Linked DNA regions of Callithrix jacchus: region 2 is linked to region 1. A link is a contact called in public Hi-C data. All regions are on one chromosome and are shown on one strand. Each heading gives the region's core, a stretch centred on a gene start, on an enhancer-like site or on the middle of the called end of the contact. The rest is flanking DNA. Distances are from core to core; before and after follow the strand shown.

Evidence for each region. A called contact is a pair of places that touch in the nucleus more often than the background predicts.
Region 2: a contact with region 1 is called in a Hi-C map of skeletal muscle, with 8 times the contacts expected there. The contact joins the promoter of TBL1XR1 here to the promoter of LOC103788701 in region 1. A contact is called at or near these places in 2 of 3 Hi-C or Micro-C datasets (both in skeletal muscle).

The regions. Positions count from the first base shown.
Region 1 is chr17:9,544,012-9,551,373 of calJac240_pri, reverse strand. LOC103788701 reads left to right here and starts at 3,119. Exons shown (of 8, transcript XM_078355020.1): 1 at 3,119-3,223; 2 at 3,932-4,001; 3 at 5,149-5,228; 4 at 5,680-6,094. The coding sequence starts at 3,119.
Region 2 is chr17:9,696,859-9,704,220 of calJac240_pri, reverse strand. TBL1XR1 (TBL1X/Y related 1) reads right to left here and starts at 3,102. Exons shown (of 14, transcript XM_035278097.3): 1 at 2,618-3,102. LOC144579870 reads right to left here and starts at 6,711. Exons shown (of 2, transcript XM_078353826.1): 1 at 6,565-6,711; 2 at 3,159-3,713. The coding sequence starts at 6,676. The coding sequence ends at 3,481.

The DNA of each region.
Region 1 (7,362 bases), core at 1,870-4,369:
CCCGTCTCTACTAATAATACAAAAATTAGCCGGGCGTGGTGGCACATGCCTGTGGTCCCAGCTACTCAGAAGGCTGAGGCAAGAGAATAGCTTGATCTCGGGAGGCAGAGGTTGCAGTGAGCTGAGATTGAGCCACTGCACACCAGCCTGGGCGACAGAGCAAAACATTGTCTCAAACAAAACAAAACAAAACAAAAACAACAGCAACAAAAAAATTGTATCATATGCTGCAGATAAGTTAATAGGATGAGGCTAAAAACTGACCACTGGACTTGGCAATATGGAGGTTATTTATTTATTTTTTGAGACGAGGTCTTGCTCTGTTGCACAGGCTGGAGTGCAGTGACATGATCTCAGCTCACTACAACCTCTGCCTCTCGGGTTCAAGTGATTCTCTTGCCTCAGCCTCCCCAGTAGCTCGGATTATAGGTGCATGCCACCACGCCCGGCTAATTTTTGTATTTTTAGTAGAGACAGGGTTTCACCATGTTGGCCAGGTTGGTCTTGAACTCCTGACTTCAAGTAATCTGCCTGCCTTGGCCTCCCAAAGTGCTGGGATTACAGGTATGAGCCACTGTGCCTGGCCAGAGGTTATTATTAACCTTAAGAAGAGCACTTTTGGCTGAGTGGTGGGGGAACATGCCTGCCTGGCAAGAAGTAGAGAAGAAAAAGGGAGAAGAGGAATGATCAAAGTGAGCCTAGATAACCCTTCAGAGCATTGCTTAGCTAGCAGAGCAATGAGGCAGCAGCTGTAGGGGCAGTGGGGTCAAGAGAGACTTCCCTGAACACATACCTTTGTGCCTTTCGGAAATGCCTTTCTCCTCATTCACCTGGTGAACTTCCACGTTTTCTTGAGGAGTTAACTCAGGCATGTCTGTACTGACCTCTCTCTACTATCTGCACTGATTCATCAAAAAAGACTTACTGTGTACCTGTTATGAAAGGCTCTAGTCAATGAACTCATTAATGAACAATGAGCCAGCCTGATAAGATCTCTCTCCGCTTTCCTGGAGATTATGTTCCAATGGGAAGACAGGGAAGACGGAAATAAACAAACAGGTGGAAGAACTGATTACTGTAGATTATGGTAGCTGGGTGCCAGCCATAAACTGAGTGTGTGATGGAATGTGAGATGTAGGGGTCATGGAAGGCCTTTCTAGGGGGCTGACCACTGAACTGAAACCTGAAGGATGCTGCCATGCAATGCATGTTTGTGTCCCTACCAGATTCCTATACTGAAGCTCCAAACCCTGATGTGATGGTATTTGGAGGTGGGGTCATGGGGTCTTTGGAGGTGATTAGGTCATGAGGGTGACACTCTCATAAATAGTCTTAGTGCCTTTATAAGAAGAGACATGGCAGGGTGTGGTGGCTCACACTTGTAATCCCAGCACTTTGGGAGGCCGAGGTGGGCGGATCACAAGGTCAAGAGATTGAGACCATCCTGGTCGACATGTGAAACCCTGTCTCTACTAAAAATACGAAAATTAGCTGTTTGTAGTGGCATGTGCCTGTAGTCCCAGCTACTTGGAAGTCTGAGGCAGGAGAATCACGTGAACCCAGGAGGCAGAGGCAGAGGTTGCAGTTGAGTCGAGATTGTGCCACTGCACTGCAGCCTGGGCGACAATGAGACTGTCTTAAAAAAAAAAAAGAGAGATATGAGGCGAGGTGTGGTGGCCCACGCCTGTAATCCCAATGCTTTGGGAGGCTGAGGTGGGCAGATCACAAGATCAGGAGTTTGAGGCCTGGCCAAGATGGTGAACTCCGTCTCTAGTAAAAATACAAAAATTAGCTGGGTGTGGTGGTGCGTGCCTGTAATCCCAGCTACTCAGGAGGCTGAGGCAGGAGAATCACTTGAACCCAGGAGGTGGAGGTTGCAGTAAACTGAGATTGTGCCATTGCACTCCAGCCTGGGCAATGAAGTGAGACTCTGCCTTCAAAAAAAAAAAAAAAAGACATAAGAAAGATGGTTTCTCTCTCTACTATGTGAGGATATAGCAAGATGTTCACCTACAAATCAGGAAGAAGGCTCTAACCAGGAACTGAATTTGCTAGCTGTGGCCTTGGACTTCCCAACCTCTAGAACTGTGAGAAATAAATTTCTGTTGTTGGCCAGGTGTGGTGGCTCATGCTTGTAATCCCAGCACTTTGGGAGGCCCAGGCAGGCAGATCACAAGGTTAGGAGTTCAAGACCAGCCTGGCCAAGATGGTGAAACCCTGTCTCTAGTCAAAATACAAAAATTAGCTGGGCATGGTGGTGTGTGCCTGTAATCCCAGCTACTTGGGAGACTGAGGCAGGAGAATTGCTTGAACTGGGACATGGGAGGCAGAGGTTGCAGTGAGCCGAGATTGAGCCACTGCACTCCAGCCTGGGCTATAGAGTAAGACTCCCTCTCAAAAAAAAATTCTATTGTTTAAGCCACCTGTTTGTGATTGTATCAGGCTGCTTTTGCATTGTTATAAAGAAATACCTGAGGCTGGGTAAATTGTAAAGAAAAGAAGTTTAATTGGAACCTGGTTGTGAGACAGTACAGGACACGTGGTGTTGGCATCTGCTCTTGGGAAGGTCTCAGGAAGCTTACAATCATGGTAGAAGGTGAAGGGGGAGCAGGCATGTCACATGGTGAGAACGGGAGCAAGAGTGCAGGGAGGTGCCACACACTTTTAAACAACCAGGTCTCCTGAGAACTTACTATTGTGAGAATAGCACCAAGAAATTCATGAGTGATCTGCCCCCGTGATCCAAACACCTCCCACAAGCCCACCTCCAACTCTGGTGGATTACCATTCAATGGGAGATTTGGAGGAGACAAATACCCAAACCATATCAATGGTATTTTTGTTCTAGCGCCTTAACTGTCTTAAGACAGATATAGAGGAGCCAGGTCAGGAAGGGCCAGTCTTCCAGGCAGGGGGAACCAACTGAGCAGAGGCCTTAGTGGAAAGAAGTGAAGTGGTGGAAGAAGAGAAAAGGGTCTCCAGTGGTAGCGGTGGCCTCAACTGGGGGAAGGTGGAGGGAAGGAATAAAGGGAGCAAATGACAGAAGGCATGGGAGGCCTAGACAAGGAGTTTCAGTAGTGCTCGAAGTGTGCTGGGGTTCCGGCAGAGGTTCTGGCCCATGAGCCGTGGAGAGATGCGACGTCTTTGCTGCATGGTGGCAGTGGAGATGGAGGAGTGCATGCAGACAGACAATTCTGGAGGGAAACCAGCTGATGGACTGGGGGTAGTGAATGACAGAAGGGAACAAATCACGCCTGGAATCCCAGCACTTTGGGAGGCTGAGGTGGACAGATTACCTGAGGACAAGAGTTTGGGACTAGCCTAACCAACCTGGGGAAACCCCATCTTTACTAAAAATATAAAAATTAGCTGGGTGTGGTGGTGGGCACCTGTCATCCCAGCTACTGAGGAGGCTAAGGCTTGAGAATCCTTTGAACCTGGGAGGCAGAGGCTACACTGAGCCAAGATCATGCCACTGCACTCCGGCCTGGGCAACTGAGCAAGACTCTGTCTCAAAAATAAATAAATTGATTAAAAAAAAAAAAATATATATATATATATATCAGGAATCACCTCTTTGTCATGAGCAGCCAGGTGGATGTGATATGGTACCATTATCTGGAAGTGAAAGATATCTAGAAAGAAGGAGAATTAGGCATGAAGACAGGGAATAAGTGGGGGTGGGGAATAGACAACTGCTTGGAAGACAAGAAAGTAACATCAGAGAAGTCTCCAGATAAAGTGTTTCCAGTAGTTGGAAAGTCACGAGGTAAAATGCCGCCGAGAGATGGCAAGGGGATGGCGTGGAGAAATCACTCTTCCGGCGCCCTCAAAGCTGCTTCTTCTCTGCCTTTCTCCTTCATTATTTGATAAATTGCAAGAGGGTTTGGGCCTCCTTTTAAATTCACCTTTATCTCTCTGGGCTCAACAGGGTGCCTTAGGAACAGAGGAGACTGCACAGTTCTGGACTGAAAATAACACTGGCAAGGAAACGCCCCAAGGTACTGTCAGCTGCCAGATGCCAGAGGGAGATCGAAGGGCTTAGACTGCTCCCTAAAAAGCCCTACCCAGAAGCGGCGTGTCACAGGCTCAACCCAGGGCCTTATAGGCTGCAAACTGCTCTGTCTTCTCTGAGCTAGAAAGGGTGTTCAGATAAGGCAGGGTGGGACCCTGTCTCATGAACACACAATTAGCCGGCTTTTGTCTTTGAATCTGACTGGAAGTGACTCATGGGCTGGAAAAAAACCCTTTGGAAACAAATGAGGGGGGAAAAAAAAGAGGGTAAGCCACGACTGCATTCTACTCTCAGATAAAATGCTGATCTCCTGTCCTATAAATGTGGAATAGTGTACATTTCCTCAGCCTCCCTCCAACAAAGGCCCAGGGGAAATTATTAAGCCTGACGATTCACTCACTTTCTCCAAAAATTTTATTAAATGCAATTTAGAGGGGATAAAGTTTCTTCTCTTTTCTCTTTCTAGTCTCTTGAATAAGCCCTGATTACCACCAGGGTACAATAAATGGGTTTCTAGAAGGCTGCGGCAATTGGTGATGCTTTCCCTTTAAATTAACCAGTTGAAGTTAACCACTTTCAGCAGCCACCAGGGCACTTCCTGTCCACTCACAACTTGCTCAGTGCGATCTGAAGAGCATGTATTGAGCACCTTGTTACGGGGCACTGGCCTGTACTGTGGAGGATAAAAGACGTCTCTAGGGGTTTATGATAGGGGATGGGGAGCTTGTCTTGATCTCAGCTGACATACTGTGTAAATTAATCTAGTAAAGGCCATGGTGGGATTTTTGGATTACAAGCAACAAAAACACAAACTAAGTTAAACAGTAAGAATTTGTTGTTAAAAATAATGGGTTGTCACAAGGAACCGGGGGCAGGCGGGGCTGTAGCAGGGACCCCGGAACCGGTGCTGCCAGTGACATCAGACTCTTGCTGGCCTCGGCCCTCTCCCCCAGACTGGCTGGCTCTGGCTCTACCTCTGTCTTTTGCTAGATCTCTATCTGTTTCTGTCCCTGTCCCTATCATGAGTTCTGCCTTCAGACTGGCCTCTCCTCTCCTGACCCTGGGAAACATGGGCATGCATTATAACATCTTGCCGTTTTAGCCCTGGGGAGAAACTGACTTTTTACTTCCAGTTTCAAAATTTCCCAAGAAGGCTTCTGATTGGACTCAAATATGTCAGGTCTTCCCGCTGGGACCAATCCCCTGTGGCAAGGTGGGGGAGGGAAATTTGAGAAGGGCTGTGAATGGTCAAGCTTAGGTCAGAGGTACAGTTTCCACCTCCCCGCCCCCACCCACCCCCACCCCCACCCCGTCAACAAAACAGTTCTGCCCTGTTAGCCTGTGGGTGTGGGTGAAGGTGGAAGTGGGTTGGAAGAGGCTGCGGGCTCTACAGAGCCGGGAGGGTAGGGGGAAGGGCTGAATTTAGGAAACAATGGGTCTAGCACTTTTGCTGACCGTTTTCAGAAAACCACAGGGGCTCTGAGCCGAGTGGAACTTGACTCTGGAAGGCGAGCGCCTACCTTAAAAAGGGGGTCTTATGAAATCTGAGTTTCACTTAATCCTCAGAACCACGATTGAGGCGCTTGTTCCTACTCCCATTTTAAGACGCGGGCTGCAGAGAGGGCAAGCACCCTCTCCACACTCAGAGCGAACACGACGGGTAGGGCTCAAGTCCAGGAGGTTCCCAAGCCCCCGTGCCGTTGGTGCCACGCGGTGCTCCCACCCAGCCCACTCCGCGGGAGAAAAACTACAGGCCTCGGAGGAGGAGCCGCTCCTCACAGTTGGGTGGGGCAGAGGCCGGCGCGAGGCCTTGCTCGCTGGAGGATTTCCGCAGGCCTGAAACAGGCAGGACCGGAGCTCTGCAGGCGGGCCCGGGCCTGCGCACTCAGAACCCCCGACGAGCGACCGCTAAGCGGGTGGGCGCGCACCGCGGGGCCGGAGGGAAAGGCCCAGACCCTGCGGGGAAGGCCACGCCCCGAGTGGGAGCGCTTCCTTCCAGATCCCGGCCTCTCGCTGCAATTCGTTTTAAGGGCAGCCCTGCCCGGTTCACACCTAGCCTTGAAGATGACGGATTGCACGGTGAGCAATTTGCAGGGCGAGAACGGGAGCCCACGACTCTGCACCTGCACCGCCGGAGCCATAAACACAGCAAATCATGGCCCATAAAATGTCACCACTGCGGAGCTGCAATTTCCCAAGGGGGCTTCTGCAGAGGGAACTCCACCCCAGAGGGCGACCCTCGGCTCTGCAGCCTAACAGGGAGGCCCCTGCAGGGTGGGGGAGGGAACACGGAGGCCTTTCTTCTCCTCCCCATTGGCGCCTCAACTCCCCCTTTGTAACCCAGCTCTGCCACGTGGTAAAAGCTTCCAGGGGGCCGGGGGAGGGGGGGGCTGCATTAGTTATTTCTGCCTGAGGAGTTTTTGACCAAACGTAAACATCAGAGGAGCCGGAGCAGAGCCCCCGCCTGGGCTGGGCGTCAGGGACCCCGACGCCGCGGCGGCAGAGCCCGAGCTCCGAGCGGCGGCGGCGGCTGCAAGCCGCCCCTCCCCCACCAGGCCGGCAAGCCCATTTTTGCTTGGCCGGTCCCCGCGCAGCCGGATGGATTGCGCCCCACCCCCGCTCCTCTGCTCAGTCATTCAGACTTGGAAAGTCAATAACACGCTGACATCATCAGGGGTTTGTGTATTATTACACGGCTACTTTCCAGAGTACCTGGCATTATCTAAGAGAGGAGCACTCCGGCTGCCCAAGAAAGGGCCTGAACTGGGAGCTTGGCGGCCTCGGGGAGGGGCGGCTGCTCAGAGCCAGGCCTTTTCCTAGTGGGGAGAGCATTTACAGGGCACAAATTAGAAACAGATTAAGAGTTTTTGTTGCACTAAATGCAGATGCACTTTAGATATCGATACATGCTTCATTTTGGCTTGGGGTGCACTTATAAATCATCCTTAAGTGACCTCTATTTCTACCAGAGACATCCACTTGGTCTTTAAGAAGCATTCTTAGTGATCCTCAGAAAGGAAAAAAGGAGACATTTTCTATGACAGGAAGCCCAAAGGCTGATTTTTCTTTCTTTTTTTCCCCGAGACTCGTGTGTGTGTGTGTGTGTGTGTGCGCGCGCGCGCGCGGGTGCCCGCGATTCTCTGTTATGTAATCACCATCACGGGTGATTAGGTCTTCTAGATCTTCTCTTTCCCTCCGGGCTAAACTGGATGGTTTGGTTGCTGTGTTTTTCTTAAGCCTCACACAGGGCAAACACACATGAAAAACATGTTCCAGATTCATGGTGCAAAACTTATCTCCAAGCAAATTGCCTTAGAAGACTGTCTCATTTTTAGAGGAGGGAAACA
Region 2 (7,362 bases), core at 1,853-4,352, 150 kb before region 1:
TCAAAATGTGTCAAGTCAGAAATTCTTTATAATAGTACTTGCTACAAATTGTAGAAGGAAGATTCCTTTGTCAGCTGCTCATCTGACAAGGTTGTATACATACTGCGCTGCCATATATGAACTGACGGATTTAATCAACAGGTTGAGGTTCAAAAGGTCTACTAATCATATTTCCTTTTATCAGTAGTCCCTATGTTTATATTATCTTCGGCCCTTTCTACATGTTGGCTTGAAAGGCTCCTAATACACGGGAAGCTGGTGTCACGGTAATCATGCGAAACCTTTAATTAGGTGTTGAGAACGCAGTATCAATTTTTACTGGACATACGTTTTAAAATGCTTAACACTTCTTTGAAGCAACTAACGCAAAAATATCTCTGCAAGGGACCACTCCATTTATCACCAATGTCACCCACATTAGTAACCACAGCTGGTATATGTTAAAAATATATATATATCTTATAAACTGATTTGGTAAGCTTTGCAACCATTTTTATGCCATTAACATGTCACTTTAAGTTCCTTAACAGTAAGAAAAACTTTTCCCAGGCGTGTTCTCATGCCCCATACAGTTTAGTATTTTGTCCTGAGGTCTGATTCTAACAACTCAAACGGCAAAAAAAAAAAAAAAATAGGAGTTATTACGACTTTAATGATTGTGATTACATACATCTCAGTGCAGGAAAGGGGTGAAAAGAACATCATATTCCAAACGAACAAGAAAACCTGGATTTACGAGCAAGAAGCCCAATCACACATCAGGCCTAACTGCTCTCAGGCAGAGTTTCTTCCTGCAGCCCCTCCCCCACAGGTAAATGCTAACTATTTCTAGAACTCTCAGCAACAATTTGGGAAGCTTGCCATCAATTCCCATGATACCACCCAACATACACCATGTTTTGGGGAGACAAAGCTGCCCTACTTCCCCCGACTATAAACTTATTAAAACTGTGAGAACATACAATCCCAGGAAGCCAGGATTACTAAAATACATCCATGTAGCATAGGTCTTATTTTAATAAAAATGAAAATGAATCACACCGGAAAACCCAAACAGTCATTTTATCTTCAATGTGTAATCGGAATCGTTTATTCAAAGTTGTTGCAGGTAAGTGGATGAAAACACCACGAGGGCCTTATTACTACCCAAACTGGCGAAGGAGCCTTTAAGGAAAAAAGGAGGGGGTAGAAGATCACTTAATTATATGAGGTGCGGAATGGAAAAACCATTCAGTCTTAAAATTCAGACTAAAAATAACCTGTCATTTTCACCCACCACATTTTATTAACAAGCTTGTTTAGATCAGCATAAGGTTCCTGTTTGCGAAACAAGAAAGTGAATAGCAAACTTTCCTAAGTCAACTGTAAATCACATAGGTACGAAAACTCCTCACCCCCGGTGCCTGCACAGGCCAAGATTTTAAGTAAACTACAGACGCTGAGAACACCCTAATTTTCAACTAGCTCCCAACATTTCTCATTTGTAATCATCAAATTATCTTAGAGACACTTAGATAACCTAACAAAGAGAGCATTTTTAAAAGCCACAACCCAAATTTTATATGAAACACACCGTTTTCACAGCCTAAATTTAATCCCGGTTGCCACTGCGAAGTGATGCCTGTTTCAGCAATTTAAGAACTTCCAAAAATACTGAACACGTTAACACATGCATGGCTTCCCTCGAGCTGCCATTTAAGATTAATATTCCACGTAAATAAAAGTCTGCTTCTGCTCAAAAAATTAAATCGGTTGCAAAGAGGAAGTTACAGAGAAACCACCCTCACAACGTGGCCTTTACACTGTCAGAAAATAGCGTGACTCTGTGCCACCCAAACTTACCAGGAAGCTGGCAATAACTTTGCTAATTCTACACTCCTGAACCCAACTTCAAAGAGCCTCCACCAAATACCTCCTTGAGAGGATAAAAAGCACTAAGTTACAAATAAACACGTCCCGGAGCAAGGCCCGGCGGCCGCGCGCCCCTCCCCCGGCCGGCGCCCCCGCCCCGGACGCGCGGCCCCAACAGCCGCCCGCAGCCCCTCGCACGCCGGCCGGGGTCGCCGCTCCCGGGCCGGGGACGCGCCCGGGGAGGGGGCATTTCCATCGCTGCCCGAGGTTTCACAAAATAGCATGCACCGAAAAGCTCCTTCTCCTCTGCTAAAAATAGGCTATAAAGGAGTCGGCCTCATGATGGCTCCTTGATTCAATTTGCTGCAAATCCTTTCCTGAAAGCCTCCCCCCTCATACACACACGCACAAAAAGGGGGTGTAGATGCACGAAGGGTGGAACGGGGGAGAAGGCCGAGGTGCACATTTTCGGGGACAACATAATTAGGGTGAGGATCCCCCGAGACCAGGAAAGGGCAGGGGTGGGCAAGCACGTGAGCATTTCAAAGAAACCTGAGGAAAACGGGGGGATGGGGGCGCCCCAAGTGCCCTCCCTGCCTTCCCCTCCCCCACGCAAGCCCAGTTCCCCCAAGGGCCAAGTTGAAAAATGCATGTTCCACTCGCGCCCATCCCCCCCGCGGCCCAGCGCCCCCGGCCGCCTCCGGCCCGCGCCCCCAGCCCAGGCCCGCGGCCTCCCCCACTCCGGGGTCCGGCCCCCAGCGCTTACCTGGAAACGGTGGCCTCCAACGCCGCTCCCCCCTCCCAGGAATGGAGGCACAAGGAAATTCCCCTCCTCGCCGCCGCCGCCACCGCCTCCAACCACCCCCAAAATAACCCCTCCGGGGGGTGAGAGGCAATTATAACCCCAGCGAGCGGAGGGCGCGGGGGATGGGCGCCGGGCGGGCGGGGGCGGGGAGCGCGGCGCGGGTCCCCAGGTGGCGAGCGGAGGTGCTCCCGCCGCGGGGGGAGGGGCGGGGGCGCACGCGGCCGGCGGCGGGGGGAGGCGGCGCGCGGGGGAAGGGCGCGAGCGGGGAGAGGAATTGAGGCAGAAGGTAAAAGCTGTTACTAAGGGAAAGAGCCAAACGGTTCGGAGCAGCCAACGGCTCAGACACTCAACACTGGGGAGAGAGGAATGGGGACCAGCCAGGCACAAATGAGCTCGCGAGGCCCGCGGCGGCGGCGGCGGCGGCGGCGGCGGCCGCGCAGCAAAACAAACCCGAGCGGCCTGCGCCGGGCGGGCGGGCGAGCGGGCGGGCGCGCGGGGGAGGGGCCGGCGGGGGAGGGGCGCCGCGGACGCGGGGAGGCGGCGGCGCGGCGGGGGGGGCTCCGGCGGCGACGCTCTCCTCCCTCCCTGCCCGCTCCGGCGGCGCTGGGGGCTGGGCGTGTGCGGCGCATTCTTTTAAAAATCGGGCGAACCCCGCGGGCGCTCGGAGGCGCCTCGGGACCCGGCCGCCCGCCCCGCCCCCACCCCACCCCACCCCACCGCCGCGGGCCGGCCTGGGCGTGCTCGGGTGTGGGCCGCTGGGCCCCGGGCGGGTGGGGGTGGGGAGGCCCGCGCCGGGGCCGGGGTGGAAACGCCGGCGAAGTTTCCTAAGGAGGCCGCGGACTCCCGCGTGTCCGGGGGGCGGCCCGGCAGCGCTGGGGGCTGGGCGCACACGCGGCAGCATGTGCGGGAGCGCGGCGCGGCATCATAAGGACGTTTGTTGTGAAAATCTCTGTGCATACCTTTGTGTGCGTAAATACATATGGTTTTCCGAAGCGTACCTGGAAAGGTGCTTTATCTGTAATAAGCGACTTTCGAAATGTGATCCAGAGCACGGGATCTGGAGAGAAAACACACGCACACAAGAAAAGGTTTTTGATACTAAACACAAAGCTGAAATTGAAGTGTTTATGCCCAAATGTACTGCGAAGCAAGCATATGGTGGTATTTATCATCTGGTGGGTCTGTTTGAAAGGTTTGGTCGATCAGTTCTTATTTCACAAAATAAAATAATGTAACTAAATGTTTACTAAATATATACCTCCACGGCGGCATCCACAGTAGAAGTTTATCCACTCTGTGTACTTTTTGCATGTGTGAAGCACAGGAAGGCGGTTTATAAGGTATAACTTAGATGAGTGACAATGTGGCAGTATGATTGAGGGAGGGTCGTTTTTAAAGAAGGGCAGCACCTCACAGGTTTTGAGGCAAATGGGTGGTAATCTTTCTAAGACTTTCAGAAAGCTGGGGTGGGGTGCTTCTTACAGCTTTGTATAAGCTCAGCACTGGAGAAGCAGCCACCCTTTTAGTTAAGATACGACTTGAAACCTTTTTGCTATTTCGGTTATTACTGCCTTCAAAGCAAAATAATGTTTGCAGCTTTCTTAAAGGTGAAGGGTACGGTTTTTATACTTTCATCACAATATTTTAAATAGGTGTCCTGATCATTTTAAAGCAACCATCTTTTCATGTCAATATCAGAAGCCTAAAGTTCTGTGTATACACACACACACGTATTAATTGAAGTAACTTGCACCAGTCTGGACTCCCGGTGGCCTAATAAGTTCAGTGATTAGACAGGTGCTTACTTAGCCAAGGTCAATGTCTCTTTTCCCCATGAGCCCTTGCTTGGCGGAGCTGCCAGAGGCCCTTCTTGAATGACACAGTGGGGCAGGGAGCAGGAAAACCATCAGAGGAAAGGGAGTGGGATTGGAAACTCCCTTCCAACCACCAGAAAGGGAGTTCAAAGCGTATCAGTGGTGTGTCCTTAGAGGTATTTTCATGTATGAAAGAGGGAATGTTGGATTAAACAATGTCACCCGATGGGAATTTAGATAACTGCAGGTTTCCAAAACACTGTGCAGAGTGTACCGGGAAACAGCGCAAAGCAAGTTTTGCAATTCAGTTGGATTCTGAAGCTGAGGCTTGTTTACCTCAGAACTAACACCTTTGAAAAGACTTTATTTCAGAATTGATGAGTATTGTAGCTTCCTTTTGTTTTTTTTTGTTGATTAATGACATGAATATCACTAATCATATCCTGTCTTCAATAAGCACACTGTCTCTAAGTTGAACCACCCAGTGAAACATATCTATTGGATTACTTGGATTGTTTTTGAAGTTTCATATTGTACCACCACAAGCAGGTCTTCTCCATACTGCAGTGACCATAAACACACTTTCAGTGAATGAGGATTTCTCAAGCATACCAGTTTTTAAAGAGTCATATTCAAAGCTGTCCACCCCACCCTTTCTCTTTCCCCTAAATGACCTCTATCCCTTACTCCACAAGGGGGGAGACACCCTCTGATCAGGCCTTCCAGCCTCAAGTTCTTACACCCTACACCAATCTGCCTCCTAAAGTTGTTCAGTGTTAGTTGAGCCTCATTACAATGATAATAAAAATGTATGCATTTGTTTATATCCCTGTAGTTGACAAGATGTTTCTGTGCGTAAATTACTGCCTTTGAATATCCTGAAGATCATTGAGGTTGGGGACTTGCACCATAAATTCATTCCAATAAAGTGTGCTTTGCTCACCACTGTTGGATCATACTAATTGAAGAGAGACCTGGAGTACTTTTAAACAAAGGTAGGGGGAGGCACCCAAATGTGGAAAGGCCTTGATTCCTCCAGCAAAGGGGGTTTGAAGTAAGATCATATTTTGATCGCTTTGATTTCTATATTCTGGAAACTATCTGAAACAACAGTGTGGCTTCAACATCAAATAATCAGAGAAATAAAGCATCACTCAAAGGTGACATGTATTGTCGTCTCACCCTGTAGCTGTCCCAACATATACAGCATAAAAGATCAGGGCTGCACCAAAATACAAGCAATGATTAGACTCACTGGGCAAGGAAAGGACAAAGAAAGAACTATTTTACTAATTTCCGGTACTTTGTCCTAATCTAAAAGTGCTATTACACTTTGAATTAAATGTCAATATGTTTCTAGAAAGGAAAGATTGTTACTAAGAAATTGTAAAGCAAAGGAATGCATGAAGAATTTCTTGGCCATGGGTGTGGTGGCTCACACCTGTAATCCTAGCACATTGGGAGGCCAAGGCAGGCAGATCATGAGGTCAGGAGACCATCCTTGCTAACATGGTGAAACCCTGTCTCTACTAAAAATAGAAAAAATTAGCCAGGCATGGGAGCATGCACCTGTAGTCCCAGCTACCGGGGAGGCTGAGGCAGGAGAATCACTCGAACCCAGGAGGCAGAGGTTGCAGTAAGCCAAGATCGCTCCACTGCACTCCAGCCTGGGCAACAGAGTGAGACTTGGTCTCAAAAAAAAAAGTTATCTTGGACTTTCTAGCTAATTACTCAATAAAGAGAAGCCTCATACCAGTACTGTTATCAGAAGTTACATATGTATCTATGTATTGTAAAATGACTAAACAAATAGTTCAGTAATATTATCCCAGAGGAGTGTGGTATGGCATGATAGCCTACATCTTTGCAACTTTCCTCACTCAAGACATGGACTATTTTAAAGTTAAACTGGTTTAATTCCAGGACTACAGGGTCTCATTACTGTATATATTTTTAAATCATCATGATGTTTTAAATTGTTTATATTAGTTCATCTACATAAAGTATTCAAAACAAACTTAATTGCATAAAAAAGACATTTGATACCAAAAATATTCTCCTAGTGCTATAACTCATTTTACAGTGTTTACTTACCCTGGAACTCAGTGGCTTTTACCCCAGGCGTCTTGATGATACCCTCAGATGTTTCCGTTTCATTTTGACTGACTTGTGCGATTCTTTGTGGTTCTTCCGAGATGAGGCACATGCCAGCTACACATCTCGAGATCTCAGTACAAAAGCTGCTTTTCTCCTTCAATGCACAGTGTGTTGCTTGTGACCTTTCCTCATGGGTGTGAACCTCGTCACAGTTTTCCATGCTTCTATGACCCAATTTCATTACCACAATAAACTTTACCTGAGAGTCTTCATTTAACTTACAAAAGAAATATACAACTATGTTACAAGTGTTTATGCCTCTCAGATAATGAAAATAGCAGGTCATATTCTGCGATTGTGATTCAGTCAAAACAGAAAACCAGCCACACACGCAGCATGTTGCTGTACCAATCGCCTACTTATACTGACCAGCCACATTCTTCCTCAGGGGAGCACTCCAGGCCTAGTACTGTGTTGATGGTTTTGCTATTCATTCATTCAATGTTTACTGAATGTTTAGTGTGTCAGGCACTGTTTCAGTGAACCAAAAAACAGCCCCTACTCTTCACGGGGCTTACATTCCAGTCCCACATTGGATGAGAGTTGGGAGTACAGACAGACTTTCAAAAACTATGTCTATATTAGGCTACTGTTTGACCACTGTAAAAAAACAAACAAAGCAATAGAGAAAGCTTAAACGGCTGGGCGTGGTGGCTCACACCTGTAATCCAGGCACTTTGGAGGCCAAGGTGGGCGAATCACCTGAGGTCGGGAGTTCAAGACCACCAGCCTGAC